2 separate regions of the Canis lupus genome follow, and region 1 is linked to region 2. The links are chromatin contacts, called in public Hi-C maps. All regions are on one chromosome and are shown on one strand. The core of a region is the stretch at or near the end of the contact, and the rest is flanking DNA. Distances in the headings are between cores, read along the strand shown.

Region 1 (2,700 bases), core at 86-2,585, 140 kb after region 2:
GGGACTGTGCCTGAACACACCATGTAAACTTCTCTATTTGCATATTCTCTATGCCTTTAATCTTGTTTTTTTAAATTTTAGCACTTACTACTAATTGATTTCCTCTTTTTCTTTTCTTCTTTCTCTTTTCTTTCTTCCCTCCCTCTTTTGCTCCATTATTATTATAATTTGTCTCTTCCCATTAGGATATTGGTTTTATATAAATATAGGTTAGAATTTTTCCTGATCATTCTCTATTATTGTCCCTAGAACTTAGAATTTAACACTTCATACTGTGTAGACTTTTTGAACAAACAAGTGAATGAATGGACAATGGACCATCTCCTTGTTACTATATTTCCTTTAGGATATAATTACTTTTTTATGTTTCATTAGAGTTAACAGAAGTTTTTTAAACTATTTTTCTTCCAATTAACTATTCCTGGATCATCAATATATAACTTATTATTTTCTGTTTTTAATCTAATATTTTCTTTATTGAATAACTTCATTGTTCACTATTGTTCACTGAATAACTGCTGTCTCTTGTGGTTACTTATTCTTTTTGTGAGGTAAATATTTAACACATTTATTTTCCTTTTTTAATTTTTATTTTCCTTTTTTAAAAACAAGGAACAAGCTTGTGATTTTACATATAGTATTCTCAAATTTGTTGTTGAAATAGTTGCATGTTTTATTTTACAAATTGTTCTTTATTTTATTCCTTTGACTTAAGAGGGTTTTCTAGAATATTATGACCACAAACTATTTTTTGTTTAAATGTGTATTTTTAATATCAAATTTTTAATGATGTTTTAGTTAGTCCTACTGAACCACATATTCATGAGTCTTTGCCATGTTTTTTCCATCAAGACTGCAAGCAGCTAACATGGTAAAAAGCATGTTTCATTATGCATTAGCATATAAAAACACAGCCTAAGCTGGAATTCCAAGTGCTTACTAAAATACTATTGTTCAGCCTGAAGCACTTTTTGAAAAATTTCAGTTAGAGTTGGAAATAATAGCAGTTTGTTGTCATTTTGTAATTTTTCTTTGGAAACATTGAGGTCAAGAACAGTTGGCTAGCACACTTTCACATGAGAACTTTATAGACTTGAGGAACTAATGGTAAATGCCGTCTCAATGTTGTCAAGTGATCTGAATGTTTTCAAAATTATCAAAATAGAAACGCATGTTAAAAAGATAAAGAGAAGAAAAACAACACAAAAAAGAAGTACATTGTAATCAAACACGTCATACATCTCTACGTCTTGCTATGGATGATGACTCTCATGTATGAAGTTAGATGTCACTAAAAAGCACAGACTGCGATTAAAAATAGTTGCTGTGGTCAGACATGTGAGACCACAAAGCGGAAGAAGTCTAATCTTGAGCCACATGTATTTTTTAGAAACATCCTAGTGCCCATTTATTTACAGCAACGAGTTTGGCCATTCACTAGTAACCAAGGCAGGAAGAAGAGATCTGATACTAATGTAAAATTTTCACTATTTCAAGTTAAATAAATATAATGGAAATCAAAATATTTAGTTTTTAGATAGTTATGTTTATTTATAAAGCAATAATTAAATTTTCGATAAAAATTCATTATTTGCATAGCACTTTAATCTGTTATCTCATGTTTTTGTAATATTGTCTTGAGGAAGAAAGGGTAATTTTTTAAAAGATTTTATTTATTTGTGAGAGATTTATTTTGGAAAATGACTGAACACTTGAATCTAAAATTTTCCTACAGCTTTGATATCATGTAAATTATCTTTCCATCTATATATAAGTTGAATTTATAGTCCAATGCTTTGTGGTGTATTTTATAAAAATTCCATGTAACTCCTATTTTAAAATATCCTGAATATTGAAATTCAATTTTATGCTAAAATAAAGTATGTTATGAAACTGCAATGTTATTCACAACAATTGTGTTGTACACTTCGGGGAGTAGAGAAGGTAAGATATTACTTATAATACAGATTACAACTATTATAACATTCAGAGGTGCTATACCAAACACTGAAATTCTTGTTGCAGTAAGGCTTGAAACGGGCTTTGAATGATAGATTTGGCTTTGCAGAAGAGAGGTATAGCATTCTAAAAATGAGGATCATCCAAAAAAAAAAATCACATGGGACTCAGAAGCAGAGAGTAGATGGTGGTTATCCATGGCTAACTATCAAGAGAGATTGAAATAGCAGTCAACGAACAAATCCTGGAAGATTGGGAGCTAGTCGGAGATCCATTAGTAGATCTAGTTAGTGGAGGGCTAATATCAGTGCCTGGGTAATAAATACATACATAAAAAGTAAGTCAAGTCAGTATGAGGTTCTAGTGATAAAGAGGAAAGATGAAAGGTGCACATGTCAGAGTGGATATAAGCAGCAAGATTAGTTTAATTAAATAACTATTATTATGCAGAAATGAAGTGGACTTCTGACTCCTGGTCCCCATTTTCCCCATAAGGAAAGCCTTATTATGGATCAGTTCTGGGAGCTGCCAGAAATGGCTTTCTACACAGGATCTCACATAGAGAATGTTTTCTTCAGGTGGAAGACTGAATGAGAGAACCTCTTAATGTATCTTCCAACTCCAAAAATGTATGTACAATATTAAACTTTTCAGTTGGCATTTGTATATCTATTGAAAGCTTCAAGCTTATTAACACATGAAATAATTGAGCAACCATCAGTCTTGGTTCCTTCCTTTTAG
Region 2 (2,700 bases), core at 95-2,594:
CAGCTCAGCAGCTAGCTATTCATGTTCGCAAATACAAGATTTTTCAACTTACTTGATGAAGGTTTGCTGTTTGCTTTTCTTGCCATTTTTGGGCTTCCCAGGAGACGACGAATTTTGTAAGAAGTAGCTCAAACGGGTCTTCCAATCTTTTAATCTTAAAAAGAAAAAAAAAAAAGATATTCACTAAGTGACAACGTTTGAAATTGCTGTGGCAGCTGAAGGCATTTTTACCAAATAAAGCCACCCAGTAGCAACAAGAATCTTCAAGTCAGTCTTACTCATTTTACATTTAAACCTAGCACCTACGTGCTTAACGCAATTAGTTTCATCCCTTCATCTGAGCAGAAGTACTACTCTCATAACCAAGGGTAAGTCTACCTAGGACATTTAAATGAATTTAGATGGCATATTTCAAAAAGACAGATGCAATTTCTGACCCACAAAAGACCGCAGTTTTTCTGCAGCCTTGATTACAATTCTGAGACATTTCACACTTGAAGAAACCTAACACTGGAACTGCTTGGAGCCAGTGGGTGTTCATTTCCCTCCTACCCTTAGAGCAAGAGGCTCTGGACCACTCCAGAAGCCATGAGGCAGGGGGTGTATGTGTGTCCGAGAGAGAGAGAGAGAGAGAGAGAGAGAGAGACTGAGTTCCCCTGCCCCAGCCCAACTACAACACTCATTTTAAGCAGATGATGCATAACGATGATTTGCTGCACAATCTTTAGTGGGTGAATTAAGCAATTCAGTCAAAAAAAAAAAAAGCGATTTTAAAACGAGTATGTTCAGAACCAGCCAAAATATTCCAATCCGGAAGCTGTGCAAGCTGATCAGAACTTATAATGCAAGGCACCAGTGCTGGGGATGTGCTTCGGCCCCAGGATCCTCGGCTGCTACCTTAGACGCAGGGGCCACAAAGCCAACCTGCGAGGTCTTAGCCTCCTCATCCTCCTCATCACCACCGCCTCCCTATCTAACATGCTCTCAGTCCTAAACTACCCGAGAGTCCTTGGCTCACGCACACAGATTGAACCTTACTTAGCTAATTGCCCTCTTCCACATTTTTGCTTTTCCCTGCAGAGGCGCGGGTCGCAGGGTTTCCTAACGTCATCACGTTCGCAGCAAACCCGGAGCGCCAGGTGCGCAGCGCGGGGCGGGCGCCCGAGGGCCGTACTCACAGGGTCCGCTTCATCTTTTCCCGCTTCTCCTCGTGCTTGGGGCTGTTGCTCGAGCTCTTGTCCATGGATCCGCAGTCGTGCTGGACGGCCAGGAACATGGCACTTTGCATCGTCCACCGCCTGCCGGGGCCGCAGCTCTGCGCGGCGGGGCGCGGGCGCCGCCTTTATGGGCGGCGGCGGGGAGGGGGCGGGGCCTCCGCCGCCGGGCCCGCCCCCCGAGGGCACCGATTGGTCGGCTGCACCCGGGCGCGGGGGCGGGCGGCCCGGCCCGCGGCGGTCACGGGCGCCGCCGAAGGCTCTCGAAGCGAGGTGGGCTGACGTCCGGGGCTCGGGCTCCGGCTCCGGCTCCGGCTCCGGCTCCGGCTCCGTGCGCGCTCGGGCCCTCGCGGCGGCTCGCGGGGTTGCGTGTGGGATCGGACCGGGACGCCTCGCCGCCAGCCGCGCCCCGGCCACGGGACGACGGGACGACGGGACGACGGGAGGGGGCGCTCCCGGCCCTGGAGGGGTGCAGGCTCCGGCGGGGAGAGGCTGCTGGGAGCGGACCGGGGTGCAAGTGCTTTATTTTGAGTTAAGATGTTTTCCAACCCCCCGCCCTTGTTTTTTGGAGAGCGCGCCCTCTTCCCACGCCTCATTTCTTGCAAACAGGCCGCGGGGAGACCCTCCCCTCTTCCGCTGTGCGACTCCGTTGAGTTGGGAGGGGAGGAAAAGATGAAAGGGAGGGGCGGGGCGGGGGCGGGGGCGGGAGCGAGGGGGGTAGGGGCGGAGGGGGGCAGGGGGAGGGGGCGGGGGGCAGGGGCGGGGGGGCAGGGCAGGGGGGACAGGGTCAGGGGAGGGGGCGGGAGGGCAGGGGCAGGGGCGGGGGGGCCGGGGTGGGGGCAGGGGAGTGGGGCAGGGTCAGGGTCAGGTGGGGGAAGGAGCAGGGGCAGGGGGGGCCGGGGCGGGGGCGCGGGGGACGGGGGCGGGGGTGGGGCAGGGGAGTGGGGCAGGGGCGGGGGGGCCGGGGCGGGGGCGCGGGGGACGGGGGCGGGGGTGGGGCAGGGGCGGGGGCAGCGACCCCCGCGCGGCCGGGGGGTGGGGTGGGGGGGGGCAACCCGGAACCCTGCGGGGACTGAACGGTAAGCAGGGAAGGAACCGGAGAAAGGGACTTTATCCGACGGCCGTGTTTTAAGAGGGTGTGCAGCCTTGCTCCCCGCAACCTGCGTGATTGGGTCTTCCCGTGGGGTTGCAAAGCTTTTTCTCCGAAATCCTTGGTTGCTTCTCCTTCCAGGACAGAGAAGTCCCAGCTCTCCTCACGAGGAGACGGAGGGAAACACCAAGACGTGGAAACTGTGATGCGCCAGAGCCATCCTCGTCCTGGGAGTGCAAGGATGCAGGGTTTCCTCATGAGTCATTCTTGGCTGAGAATTTACCAGAACACTTAATAACTTGCAAAGTGGGGGAGGGAGGAGAAGAAGACGTGAAGGGTTTACTTGCATAATTTGGTGATTGTTCAAAAATCATCTGTGCGAAGGCCGGCTTTAAG

What was found. A called contact is a pair of places that touch in the nucleus more often than the background predicts.
Region 1: a contact with region 2 is called in a Hi-C map of blood, with 3 times the contacts expected there. The contact joins the enhancer-like site here to the promoter of LOC119868082 in region 2. A contact is called at or near these places in 2 of 9 Hi-C or Micro-C datasets (blood and skin fibroblasts).

The regions. Positions count from the first base shown.
Region 1 is chr38:6,964,521-6,967,220 of UU_Cfam_GSD_1.0, forward strand. No RefSeq gene overlaps it. Among named protein-coding and RNA genes, the nearest start is that of RGS1, 28 kb to the right of the region's middle. Within about 2 kb of position 1,336, at least 3 of the 20 cell types and tissues checked have an H3K27ac peak or open chromatin away from gene starts, as enhancers often do. A contact at or near this core is called in blood, where this site is marked.
Region 2 is chr38:6,819,815-6,822,514 of UU_Cfam_GSD_1.0, forward strand. It overlaps LOC119868082 (protein SPT2 homolog), which reads left to right and starts at 1,345. Exons shown (of 2, transcript XM_038586429.1): 1 at 1,345-1,745; 2 at 2,446-2,700. The coding sequence starts at 1,345. The coding sequence ends at 2,599. RGS2 (regulator of G-protein signaling 2) reads right to left here and starts at 1,337. Exons shown (of 5, transcript XM_038586113.1): 1 at 1,179-1,337; 2 at 53-154. The coding sequence starts at 1,288.